2 separate regions of the Ovis aries genome follow, and region 1 is linked to region 2. A link is a contact called in public Hi-C data. All regions are on one chromosome and are shown on one strand. The core of a region is the stretch at or near the end of the contact, and the rest is flanking DNA. Distances in the headings are between cores, read along the strand shown.

Region 1 (6,396 bases), core at 1,685-4,184, 55 kb after region 2:
TTATTAGCATTTACGTTCTGTTTAATAACCATAAATCGCCCGTGAGTGACCCGAAGCAGTGCTGAAAACTGAAGGCTGGCTCCCTGTGTTTGCATTCCTCTGTGACTCAACGATCACTGCTGCCCGTGGGAGTGGGCTGTGCTTACAAGTCCTTCTCTTTGGATCTAATGCCACTCACAGGAGAATGTTAAAGAGACTTTCGTTTCCTACGTTCTGTTAGATGCTCGAAATCCATCACTTTCTATTTCAGTTCACTTAACATTTTGACCATGCCTTTCTTAGATAACTTGGCTTGTTTGTCCGGAGTTGCTAATACAGCAGCATTTCACCAGCTGCATAGTCTTCCAGCATAGAAAGTGTTGAGGTTTATTTTCACCCAGCCCCCTGTGGTTGGATTTGAGGTGATTTCAGTCTTTCATTAACATGAATGGCGCTGTAACTAATGTTCTTTGACGTTCATCACTGTGCGTTTGTTTCATACATAATGTTTGAGAATCCGGGAGTGCTGCTTCTCTTAAATCTGACTGCCGGTCCTCAGCCCCATGCACCCACTGCCTTGCTGATCTACCTTCAACCGCATCAGTCTGTTCTAGAGGTTGGTGTAAGAGCGTTCTCAGGGGAGGAGTGGCCCCCAGGTAATGTCCATCATCCTCTCTCCAGGGTCTGAAAAGCGACCATTCCTCAGATTTGAAGCTGAAAATATCTTCAACTACACATCCCTCCTGCTGAGCAAGGATGGCAGGACTGTGTACGTGGGTGCTCGAGAGGCCCTCTTGGCACTCAACAGCAGCGTCAGCTTCCTGCCAGGCGGGAAGTACCAGGAGGTCAGATGATGCTTAGGGTTAGGCTGGGTAGAGGGTGCTGGTGGGGTGAGGGGTGGAACTTCTGGGCCCCAGGATGATGCAAATAGGGGAGGGCTGAAGAAAGGGAGGCGGAGCCTCTGCTCCCAGGGGGAGGGGCAAAGAAACGGGAGGCGGAGCCTCTGCTCCTAGGTGCACACTGATCTTTCCCTTTCTGGTTCCCCAGCTGCTGTGGCCCGCAGATGCAGAGAGAAAGCAGCAGTGCAGTTTCAAGGGCAAAAACCCAGAGGTGAGCCAGCACCTGGAGGTGACCTGGGCTGAAGGAGGGCTGGAGGTGGTAGGTCTGGGCCCAGGATGGAGGCCGGAGGTAGGAGCAGATGCTGCCAGCTGTAGTGGAAAGGACATGGGTTTCTGAGATGGCCAGACTCGGGTTTGTGTCTCGACCCTGTACTTATTATCTCTGTGATCTCGGACAAATTGATTTGCCTTTCCGAGCCTTAGTAAAATGGGGTAAGGATGGCTGTCTCACTGGACTCACCACAAGGATTCAGTGAGCTAATACATATGATAAGGGCCAAACAGACGTCAGCTTCCAGCAGGAGCAGTGATTGGGTGGGGGTGGGAGTCTGTCCCTTTGAGGATGGTGCTTGATGTGGCAGGCCTGACATATCCCAGCTTGGTTTTGGCCAGACCAATGAGTGGGGACTGGTCAGCCCAGAGTTCTTTGGGAAGACTCCCCACAATTCCCAGAGGCCTCCTGGTCCTGAGTGCAGCAGGGGGCAAAGGTGAAGGTAAAAGACCCCAGTCTTGGGGTCAAGACACAAGTTCAGGGAATTTCATGGGGTCCAGCGGTTAGGACTCCTAATCCCTGGTCTGGTAACTAAAATCCCATAAGCCAAGTGGCATGACCCGGCCCCCCAACACCAAATTTTTTTTTTAAGACACAGGTTCAAGTCCTGACTGCTTTTGATTTCTTTTATTCAACAGAAATGTGTTAAGTACTTACTCTGTGCCTGGGTGCTTTGAGACTCTGGTTATTATCGTTGTTGTTACTGTTGTTGAATCACAAAGTTGTGTCTGACTCTTTGCAACCCTCTGAACTGCTGCACACCAGGCTTCTCTGTCCGTCACTGTCTCCCCGAGTTTCCTCAAATTCATGTCTATTGAGACAGTGATAACATCCAACCATCTCATCCTCTGTCGCCCCCTTCTCCTCTTGCCCTCAGTCTTTCCTAGCATCAGGGTCTTTTCCAGTGAATTGACTCTTCACATCAGGTGACCAAAGTATTGGAGCTTCAGCATCAGTCCTTTCAATGAATATTCAGGGTTGATTTCCTTTAGGATTGACTGGTTTGATCTCCTGATTATTATATCATTGTGAAAAAGAAGTCAGTCTTGCTTTAAGGGTGGTCAGGTTACACTTCCTTTAGAAAGTGACATTGGAGCCAAGATTAGGAGGAGGGGTGAGGGGTTTGACGTGGAGAAAGAACAGGACTGTGGATGTCACTCTGAGTGAGGTATTTGGGGAACCACTGGCAGGCTGAGCAGCGTGGTGGCGTGGTCTAGTGTGGGTTTTCAGAAAGTCGCTCTAACCACCGTGGTGGGGAGCGGGCTCCTGGAGGCAAGGATAGAGGGAGACCAGTGAGGGGCGAAAGGGGATGGTGGCCCAGACCAGGGTTGGACCAACAAAGGGAACGAGAAGTCTCGGTCAGATCCTGGACGTATCTTGAAGATGGAGCCACCAGGATTTCCTGATGGAAGAACCAGGGTGGAGGTGGTATAAGAGGGGAGTCGCGTATGCTGTGAGGTTTGAGGCCTGAGAAGATGGAGTTGGCGTCTGTGAAAGCGGGGAGACCCCGGAGGAGGGAGTTTTGGGGGAACAGTCAGAAGCTCAGGAGATGCCTGTTAGGATACCCTCTCAGAGGCAAGCTGCGAGTCTGGAGTCCAGGGTTCAGGGCTGTGTGTTTCCTCCTGTTCTGGGCTCAACTTCCTCACCAGGTGGGGATAAGACAGCTCAAAAGGGAGATGTTTTGTGCCTTCACCTCAGACTGAAGTGAAGTTTCCTAGTCACAGAGCTAGCTGAGTCCCGAGGTCCCCTCCTACACACACAGGCACACACGCAGGTCCTCCATCTCCTGCTCCAGGAGGCGCTGCCCCTTGGGTCTGGTGGGGGGGCGGGTGGTGGTGGTGGGAGGTCAGAGGCGCCCCCTGGTGGCCTGTCTGTGCCTTACATCCTCCTCCTTCCTCCAGCGGGACTGTCAAAACTATATCAAGATCCTCCTGCCACTCAACAGCAGCCACCTCATCGCCTGCGGCACGGAGGCCTTCAGCCCCGCATGCACCTACATTGTGAGTGCCCCTCTGCACCCCGGGCCGGCCCCTGGCTGGCCCAGGAAGTAGCCCTCTTTCTGCCTCCAGGCACCTGGTCTGTAGCACTGACCCCTGGTGAAGGGCACTGCCCTGGTGGGAGGCTTCTGGGAGGCCAAGGGCCCTGAGAGCCCCGGGACCCTGCCCCAGCCCTGATGGGCGGGTCTCCCTGCAGAATGCGGGGAGAGGACGGACCCATAGGATTCCCTGGGCACAAAGACCCTGGCTGACCCCACGATCACACCCTCTCACTTCCTCCAGCTCTCGCTCAGTCCCCGCCAGCCCACCTCATCCACCCTCCTCATCACACGCACGCTCTTGTGTTTCTGCCCTTTGCACAACTTTGCGGAGGGTGGCATTTTCAGGGTGTGGGTCGGAGCAGCCAGGTTCCGAGTCAGACGTTTCTGGGTTTGAACCACATCACTGCCCTTTCCTGGCTCACGTTGCCTTTCTGAGCATCTTCACTGCCACGTGGGCCAGCCACAGTGAGGGGTCATGGCGAGGCGCTGCGGGGACTGTGCCCCGGGGGCCAGGATGAGGGGGAGGCCCTCGGACTGCTGCCCTCGCTCTGAACACCTCCCTGCTCTTCCACCAAGCTCGCTCACTCCCCGGTGTGGCCCTGACCTCCCCGCTCTGCTCCCCTGCAGGACGTGGAGAACTTCACGCTTGCACAGGACAATCGGGGGAACATCCTCCTGGAAGATGGCAAGGGCCGTTGTCCTTTTGACCCCAATTTCAAGTCCACGGCCCTGGTGGTTGGTGAGTGGGGGGCAGGGCAGGCAGGGTGGCCCGGGTGGTCGGTGCCATGCTGGTATCCAGGGGTGCAGTGACCCCAGACAGCTTTCTGTTTGGCTCTTCTTAGTTCTTATTCCCTCCTCTGTCCTCCTCAAGCAAGAAAGGCCGCGCTCAGGTCACTGTGGGCCCTGAGCAGGAAGAGGCTGTGCCCAGGGCCCATTCTCATGGGAAATGTTCTCTTGGCAGATGGCGAGCTGTACACGGGAACAGTCAGCAGCTTCCAGGGGAATGACCCGACCATCTCTAGGAGCCAAAGCCCCCGCCCCATCAAGACTGAGACCTCCCTCAACTGGCTGCAAGGTGAAATCCTCCCGCTGCCCCCCCAGTGGGCAGTCCCCAGGCCCCAGGGCGGGGGCCCTGTCTCCCCAGCAGGGCCAGAGAGCAGAGTCTTGCCTGTCTGGGATCACTGGGCTGATGGTGCTCCCCACCGGCCCCCCCCACAGACCCAGCGTTTATGGCCTCAGCCTACATTCCCGAGAGCCTGGGCAGCTCGGAAGGGGACGATGACAAGATCTACTTCTTCTTCAGAGAGATTGGCCAGGAGTTGGAATTCTTTGAGAACACCATGGTGTCCCGCATCGCCCGTATCTGCAAGGTGAGGGGGCTGGGCCACCCCAGAGGTGGCCTCCTCCTGTCCTCCAGAAGGAACGGCTTGGCTCCTGGCATCTCTCTTTTTCTCTTGAATTTTTGGCTGAGCTACATCTTCACTGCTTCCCAGGCTCATCTTTAGTTGCGATGAGCGGGAGCTTTTTCTCTAGTTGAGGTGCACAGGCTTCTCATTCCGGGGGCTCCTCTTGTTGCAGAGCCCAGGCTGTACTCACAGCTCAGTAATTGTGGTACACGGGCTTAGTTGCCCTGTGACATGTGGGACCGTCCTGGACCAAGGATCAAATCCATGTCCCCTACTTTGGCTGGCAGATTCATAACCACTGAACCAGCAGAGAAGTCTCCTTTTAAGTTAAAATGTCTGTTTTTTTCTTATTTAAAAGAAATGTGAAAACATAGCAAAGTACACGCAAAAATCACAAGATAAAGAGGCGGCTTGGTATGGTGATTAAGAGTGTTGACGCTGGAGCCCAGCTGCCTGGGTTCAAACCCTGCAGGTCGTGTGATCTTGGGCAATTTCCTTGCTGAGAAATCTGTTTCAGTTCCCGCCTCTGTTCAGCATGTAGGGTGCTTGGAAATGTGCTGAGCAACCACTAGGTGGTGACTGTCGGTGTTACAATCTCCTCCTTCCGCAAGAAGTGACCACTGTTAACAATTTAGAATGTTCCTTGCTAACCTTTATTCTTTTGCCCACGTGTAAAGACTTACATATTTGTATTATGTAAAACCACGTGCAAACAAAGAGATACTGTAATGCAACTCTTTAGCCTCCCTTTCTGCTCAGCAGTAAATCGTGACATCTTTTCATGTTTGTAGACAGAGTTCCCTTCGTCCTTTTTTCTGGCTCCTTACAGTTAGGGGAGCACTGCCATTTACCTACCCAGCCTTCTGGCAAGGGGGAGCTGAAGGCTGGCACTTCAAGTCTTTTTTTTTTTTTAAATTTATTGTTTATGTGAAATTTAGATCTAGCTGGAGGCATGCTCTCTCTCTCTCTCTCTCTCTCTCTCTATATATATATATATATATATATATATATATGTACGTGCACACACACACACAGACACACACACAGACACGCACGCACGCACATGCCATGGGATGCAACATGTGGGATCTTAGTTCCCTGGTCAGGGATTGAACCAGCGTTCCCTGCACTGGAAGCATAGAGTCTTAACCACTGGACCACCAGGGAAGTCCCCTGTCGTCTTGATTTGAGATGAGCTCAGGCCTGGTGTTGTGTCTGTCGGGCCCTTCCTGGTGTCCATCTCAGTCACCGCTGGGGAGGGGAGCGAGGAGCCGTCCCTGAGCCCAGCCCCTCTCCCCCTCATGCAGGGTGACGAAGGGGGCGGGCGCGTCCTGCAGCAGCGCTGGACGTCCTTCCTGAAGGCGCAGCTGCTGTGCCTGCGGCCTGACGACGGCTTCCCGTTCAACATGCTACAGGACATGTTCACGCTGATGCCCCGACCCGAGGACTGGCTGGACACCCTCTTCTATGGGGTCTTCACATCCCAGTGGTGCGCCTCCCAGGACCTAGCTGGGAACGGGCCGGGTGAGGGGTGAGTGTCTGGCCTCACTGTGAACCCCAAGGCTCTTGGGGCTCATTCAGCCAACTTCCTCTGTAGGAACGGGGGGACCACGAAGAGCTCTGCCGTCTGTGTCTTCACCATGAGGGACGTGCAGTCCACCTTCAACGGCTTCTACAAGGAGGTGAACCGCGAGACGCAGCAGTGGTACACAGTGACCCACCCAGTACCCTCGCCCCGGCCGGGTGCGGTGAGTGCTGCTCCCTGCCGCAGGGCAGCGTGCTGGGAGGGTGGGTCCACACCCT
Region 2 (7,210 bases), core at 1,351-3,850:
TCAAAGCTGAGGAATGTGGGGGAGAGGAGCTCTTTCCTATCCATCTGGGCTGACAGGGCTGTTAAGAATCACAGAAGTGGGAGGTATATTCCATAAGAACATGGAACACGAGAAGACTGCATGGAACTGGAAAGCACCTAAAACAGCAATCTTCGGATATCACATCTTCCTGCCTTAGCAGATAAATGTAAAAGAAATTACAGTCAGAAAAATTTACTTTGGCGTTGGAAATTCTAAAATAGTTTTTTCCAAGAGTCTGCTTTATTTTTTTCCCCGAAGTCTTTACCATGAGTTTCCTTGAGATATCCGCTTAAGTGATTCGTGTTCTCAGCTTTTCAAAATTGTTATTTCCTTTTTAAAAACTCCCCTGGACTTCCCTGGTGGCCTAGCGGTTAGAACTCTGAGCTTCCAATGCAGGGGATATGGGTTTGATCCCTGGGCAGGGAAGCTCTGAATGCCATGTGACTGGGCCAAAAACCAAAAATAAAAGTTCCCAGGTGGCACTCAGTTCAGTTCAGTTCAGTCGCTCAGCCGTGTCCGACTCTTTGCGACCCCATGAATTGCAGCACACCAGGCCTCCCTGTCCATCACCATCTCCCGGAGTTCACTCAGACTCACGTCCATCGAGTCCATGATGCCATCCAGCCATCTCATCCTCGGTCGTCCCCTTCTCCTCCTGCCCCCAATCCCTCCCAGCATCAGGGTCTTTTCCAATGAGTCAACTCTTCACATGAGGTATCCAAAGTACTGGAGCTTCAGCTTTAGCATCATTCCTTCCAAAGAAATCCCAGGGTTGATCTTCTTCAGAATGGACTGGTGGGATCTCCTTGCAGTCCAAGGGACTCTCAAGAGTCTTCTCCAACACCACAGTTTAAAAGTATCAATTCTTCAACACTCAGCCTTCTTCACAGTCCAATTCTCACATCCATACATGACCACAGGGAAAACCATAGCCTTGAGTAGACGGATCTTAGTCGGCAAAGTAATGTCTCTGCTTTTGAATATACTGTCTAGGTCGGTCATAACTTTTCTTCCAAGGAGTGAGCGTCTTTTAATTTCATGGCTGCAGTCATCATCTGCCGTGATTTTGGAGCCCCCCAAAATAAAGTCTGACACTGTTTCCCCATCTATTTGCCATGAAGTGATGGGACCAGATGCCATGATCTTCGTTTTCTGAATGTTGAGCTTTAAGCCAACTTTTTCGCTCTCCTCTTTCACTTTCATCAAGAGGCGTTTTAGCTCCTCTTCACTTTGGCACTAGTGGTAAAGAACCCATCTGCTAGTTAGGACCACTTAAGAGACATGAGTTTGATCCCTGGTTTGGGAAGATTCCTGGAGAAGGAAATGGCAACGTACTCCAGTATCCTTGCCTGGAAAATTCTATCAACAGAGAAACCTGGCGGGCTACAGTCCACGGGGTTGCAACAGTTGGTCACAACTGAGCTCACACACACACACACACACACACACGCGCGCACCAAATTACCGGTGCAAATTTTCATAGCTGGGAAGACCTGACTGTGTGGATCTCAACAAACTGGAAGATTCTTCAAGAGACGGGAATACCAGACCACCTGTCCTGCCTCCTGAGAAATCTGTATGCAGGTTAAGAAGTAACAGTTAGAACTGTACATGAAACAACAGACTGATTCCAAGTCGGGAAAGGAGTACGTCAAGGCTACACATTGTCACTTTGCTTATTTAACTTATATGCAGAGTACATCATGCGAAATGTCAGGCTGGATGAAGCACAAGCTAGAATCAAGATTGCTGGGAGAAATATCAAAACCTCAGATATGCAGATGACACCACCCTTATGGCAAAAAGCGAAGAGAAACTAAAGAGGCTCTTGAAAGTGAAAGAGGAGAGTGAAAAAGCTGACTTAAAACTCAACATTCAGAAAACTAAGATCATGGCATCTGGTCATCACTTCATGGCAAATAGATGGAAAAACAATGGAAACAGTGACAGACTATTTTCTTGAGATCCAAAATCACTGCAGATGGTGACTGCAGCCATGAAATTAAAAGATGCTTGCTCCTTGGAAGAAACCTAGACAGCATATTAAAAAGCAGAGACATTCCTTTGCCGACTTAGGTCCATCTAGTCAAAGCTATGGTTTTTCCAGTAGTCATGTATGGATGTGAGAGTTGGACTATAAAGAAAGCTGAGTGCTGAAGAATGGATGCTTTTGAACTGTGGGTTTGGAGAAGACTCTTGAGAGTCTCTTGGACTGTAAGGAGACCAACCAGTCCATTCTAAAGGAGATCAGTCCTGGGTGTTCATTGGAAGGACTGATGCTGAAGCTGAAACTCCAATACTTTGGCCACCTGATGAAAAGAACTGACTCATTGGAAAAAGACCCTGATGCTGGGAAAGATTGAAGGCAAGAAGAGAAGGGGACAACAGAGGATGAGATGGCTGGATGGCATCACCGACTCGATGGACACGAGTTTAAATAAGTCCCGGGAGATGGTGATGGACAGGGAGGCCTGGCGTGCTGCAGTCCAACACAACTGGGCAACTGAACTGAACTGAACTGGGAAGACCAAGGTGCTGGGTGGCTCCTGGCCACAAGGGGGCATAGTCTCCCTAGTTCTGGGCAAAGGAGAGGCCTCTGATGCCCCCACGGTGCCCAGGCTCGGCCTCTGTAGGCAGCCCAGGTGCAGCGGTTTGATGGACAGCAGACCACTCCTCTCTGGGCAGCTCCCACAGTGGGCACATCTGGGGTGCAGAAGGCCAGGAGCGGTCAGGCTGGGAGGAGGTCCTGTTCAAATTACAGACTGTGCAGGAGTGCTGTGTTGGCAGCTTCGCCCAGGAGCCAGGAGGGCGGTGGTGTCTGGGGCATGACCTTGGGTGGCTGGGGTGCTGGTTAGGGTGTTGGGCAGAGCCTGGCTGGTGACGCTGAGAGTGTGTGGGTGTGGCAACCACAACAGAGATGGGGGCCCCAAGGGCTCTGTGGGATCCACTGTGCTGCCCTGCCAGCTCTGCCCAGCCCAGCCGGAACCGGGATTGTGTGCTGTGGTCCAGGCAGAGACCACGGTTTTCATTGAGGTCCTCTACAGTCTGGCATTACCTTCTCTAAAAGTAGCTCTTCTGCAGTCAAGCTGAATAGCTGCTCTTTCTCCACACGACTTGCACTTTGCTTCACTCACGTACTCATTCTCTTACTCATACCAGGCCATCAACCTGTACTGAGTGTGACCTATAGCCAGGCACCATGGAAATATAAGGCAGCGGGCCCTCACGGACATGTACTTTGTGCCACCGTATCTTTTTTTTTTTTTTTCTCATTCTTTTAAAAAAATACTTATTTGGTGGCACCAGGTCTTCGTTGCATCATGCGGGATCTTTTAGTTACGGCATGGGGGATCTAGCTCCCTGACCAAGGGTCGAAGCTGGGCCCCCTGCATTGGGAGCTCAGAGTTTTAGCCACTGGACCACCAGGCAAGTCCTATGTCTCCATATTCCATATTTTTATTCACGCTTTTCTCCCCATCACCCTCAGTCTGACCGGGTTTTACCGTCTCTTGGAGACTTCCTCAAACCTCACCAGCTCCAGGAAGTCCCTTCTGATTACTCCAAAGGGAGGAAAAGTACCTGGTTTGTCCCATTCACTGTTACCTCCTGAATGCCTAATACCAGCCCTGGTGTAAGGAGGGGCTCAGTAAGTGTTTGTTGATTTTAATGAATCAGGTGATCTTGTCTGTCTCAGATTTCACAGTCTAGATTGCCTAAAACTTTCACTTGGCAAGTCATCAGGTCCTGCCTGTGACATCTCTCCCACTCAACTGCTGTGTTTATTACCACCCGATGCTTTGTGGCTGGGTTAAGCAGGTCTCTTAACTAACAAGGGATGGGAAGGAATTTATTGGCTCATTTAAACACATACTAGGAGATGGGCAGGAAGAGTTGAGCCTACCTTACGAGATGACCTGGCTTCCCTGAGAGCTCAGTTGGTAAAGAGTCCGCCTGCAGTGCAGGAGACCCCAGTTTGATTCCTGGGTCAGGAAGATTCCCTGGAGAAGGGAAAGGCTACCCCACTCCAGTATTCTGGCCTGGAGAACTCCATGGACTGTATAGTCCATGGGGTCACAAAGAGTCAGACATAACTGAGTGACTTTCATTTTCACTTTCTTAGGGGACAACAGCAATCTGGGACTATATCAGGATACCCTGCTATTCACGATGGCTTTTCTCTTTGATATCTTCATCCCTTGCTTTTGCAAACAGGCTTTCTCCATCCAGAAGATGGCTATCAGTGGTCCAAACTTACATCCTTCAAGCTCACCAAATCCAAGAAGAATAGGATTTTCCTCTCCAGCTCCAATTTTGAAATTCTGGTAAAAACTCTGCTAGACTTTTTTATTATTATTATTATTTTTATTCCTTACCTTTCTCTTGGACCAGTCACTGTAACCAGGGGCGGTGATGTAGTTTGATTGGCAGCCCTTACATGATTGGCTGAGTTGGACTAGAAAAAGGGCAGTTGATCCCCCAAAAGCTGATTGAGAAAAACAGATGTGGCCTTTGGGAAGAGCTGAGGCCACCACCCTGACGGGTATCCACAACAGTGGTGGCAGTGTGTTCTCATGTATCAGTATAGTCCCTGATACTGGGGAAACATCCATGCACACAGTGCCTTTGCTGATGACACAAGCTTGATCAGTGTTGGCTCATTTACAGGGAAAGGAGTGTAATGTCTTGTTTTGTTTGGGCTGAAATCCCCCGTGGATCTTCCCTGCACTTTGCGTGGGCTGTCTATCCTGTCGAGGCTGCTATGGGTGGGTCGTCGGTCTCAGAGTGTGAAGCTGGAGAGAATCCTGGAACCCGTGGTATGACTGGAGCTGTCCCTTCTGGTTTTCCTTCTGAGAAAATCTTCCAAGCTGAGTGGTGTGAGTAATATTGGCTTTTTGTCTCAAAAAGGAGAATGGCACTAAGATTGGTTTTTCTATTTGTGTTTCTTTGTTTGTTTTGGTAGAAAGCAGAGATAGCAATTTTGTAAAATGGAGTCTTGCTAGGATGGTCTCAGGAATGGGGCCTTTTGAAAAGATGTTGTTCAGTTGCTAAGTGAGCGACTCTTTGCCACCCCACGAACTGCAGCACGCCAGGCTTTCCTGCCCTTCACCATCTCCCACATTCATGTCCTTTGAGTTGGTGATGCCATCCAGCCATCTCATCCTCTGTCGCCTCCTTTCAAAAGATGAGGCACTCCTATCAGAAGAGCATGAGGCTTTCAATAGCCCTATTGGGTAATGTTATTGTACCTATTTTTTTGATGAGGAAACTGAGGTCCAGTGATGGTAGCATGATCTAGGAGAGCTCTAGGAGGTGGGGAGCAAAACCTGTCTGGATGGGGAGCCATGTGCCAGAGGCTTTGTATATCTCATATCATTTAATCTGCACTGCAGTCCTCTGAGACCAGAACAAGACGACAAGCTTGGAAAATTTTAAATGCCTTGCTGAGGGTCAGTAGGGCTGGGATTCATTAATTTAAAAGCCCATATTGTTTTCTCTTCCTCATACTGCGTGACCTGGCCCTGGTCACTTTATCTCCGTGTGCTTCCATTTCGTAATCTGTAGTACGTGAATAATTAGTAGAGACCTCCTGGGTTTGTTGGGAGGGTTAGATGAATTGCCTCTTACGCGTAGAGGACCTATTGTTATTGTTGTTATTATTATGTCACAAGACCTCCCTCAGGGTCACAAGTCAGGCCACTCCCTTTTGCAGAAAAACCAGATTCCGTGGGAGCCCCTTCCTGGCCCAGGTGCTCCTGAGGCCCGGCTGCAGGTGCCTGGGAAAGTTTGCAACGGGCAGCTAGAGAACAAAGGCTCCAGGTGCCGGGTGACGCTTTGTCTGGCGGCAGGCCTGTTTCCTGCTTGATCAGGTTGCTCTTGGCTGGCCCAGCTCCTGGAGCTGACCGCCCCACCTCACCCCCCTATCCCTGCCAGCTGAAGGCTGAGTGCTGGGCCTGGTGATGCAGGACAGGGCCCAGCTGGACAAGGCCCTTCCTTTCTGGAGCCCAGCCCAGGGATCTCACTGGCTGAAGCAGGAGACTTGGGGCACTGGGCCCATCTTCTGGCTCTCTTCCCATCCTCCATCTATGGGGTGGCCCCATGGGGCAGAGAGAGGCTGGGCCTGGGGGGCAGGATCTGAGACCTGGGGTTGAATGCCAGCCTGAGAAGGAAATAGTGGGTCCCCCTAGGCAAGTGACTTCCTCTCTACCTCTCAGTTTCTGTAGTAGGAACTAGAGACCCCGTGGACTGTTCAGGAGGTTGGGCTGGTTCCTGGATAAAGCCCTTGAAGGCCCTAAACACTTCTTGGGGCCCCCAACACGGCCTATGAGAGACAGAACTTCCAACTGTTTGGAGGCTGATCTTAGTACAACACAGAACGAGATCCTGTGTCATTCCCCTCCAGAAAACACGCTGCAAGCCCTGGCTTGTGGCCGTGCCCGCCCTACCCCAGTGCAGCTCCGAGCCATCAGCTTCTCCAGGTTCTGTGAACAGGAGTCTCTCTCTGCTTCAGAACTTCTGCACGGCTGTCCCTTTGCACTGGACACTTTGTGCTCTGGGTCTTCTCGGGGCTGTCCTTGTCGCTTGGATCCTAGTTCTCAGGTGTCGCCTCCTCAGGGAAGCCCTCTTTGGTCACCCTCTAACCTAGCCCCTGTCTGATCCCTCCCTAACAGCCTTATCCTGTTTGATTCACTCGAAACACTCCCCTCTCTCTGCAGCTCTGTGTGTGTGTGTCAGTCGCTCAGTTGTGCCTGACTTCTTTGTGGCCCCATGGACTGTAGCCTGCCAGGCTTTTCTGTCCTTGCTTTTAATTTGTCTCCCTTTGTGTTGTCTGCCTCTCCGCGGGAATATAAGCTCCAAGAGGGAAGGGTCTTGTCTTTATTTCTTTGTGCTGCCTCCCCTGCTCTAGAACAGTCCCTGGTACTCAGGGACTCCCTCTAGATACCCGCTCTATAAAACTCACTTTAAAAAATATATTTATTTATTTGGCTGTCCTGGGTCTTAGTTGCAGCATGCAGGATCTTCAGTTGCAGCAAGTGGGATCTTGTTCCCTGACCAAGGATCAAACTCAGGCCCCCTGCACCGGGAGGGTGGACTCAGCCGCTGGACCACCAGGGAAGTCCTATAACAGACTCACTTAAAATTTATTAGTATTATTACTTATTTGGCTGCTCAAGGGATATTTTAATTGTAG

What was found. Hi-C and Micro-C count contacts between places; a contact is called where the count stands out from the background.
Region 1: a contact with region 2 is called in a Hi-C map of tail adipose tissue, with 4 times the contacts expected there. The contact joins two enhancer-like sites. A contact is called at or near these places in 8 of 16 Hi-C or Micro-C datasets (blood, hypothalamus, mesenteric adipose tissue and 4 more).

The regions. Positions count from the first base shown.
Region 1 is chr18:20,921,492-20,927,887 of ARS-UI_Ramb_v3.0, forward strand. It overlaps SEMA4B (semaphorin 4B), which reads left to right. Exons shown (of 16, transcript XM_060401645.1): 4 at 661-824; 5 at 1,027-1,089; 6 at 3,051-3,149; 7 at 3,815-3,926; 8 at 4,149-4,262; 9 at 4,406-4,557; 10 at 5,901-6,082; 11 at 6,191-6,341. Among named protein-coding and RNA genes, the nearest start is that of CIB1, 13 kb to the right of the region's middle. Within about 2 kb of position 2,935, at least 3 of the 54 cell types and tissues checked have an H3K27ac peak or open chromatin away from gene starts, as enhancers often do.
Region 2 is chr18:20,867,026-20,874,235 of ARS-UI_Ramb_v3.0, forward strand. No RefSeq gene overlaps it. Among named protein-coding and RNA genes, the nearest start is that of SEMA4B, 21 kb to the right of the region's middle. Within about 2 kb of position 2,601, at least 29 of the 54 cell types and tissues checked have an H3K27ac peak or open chromatin away from gene starts, as enhancers often do.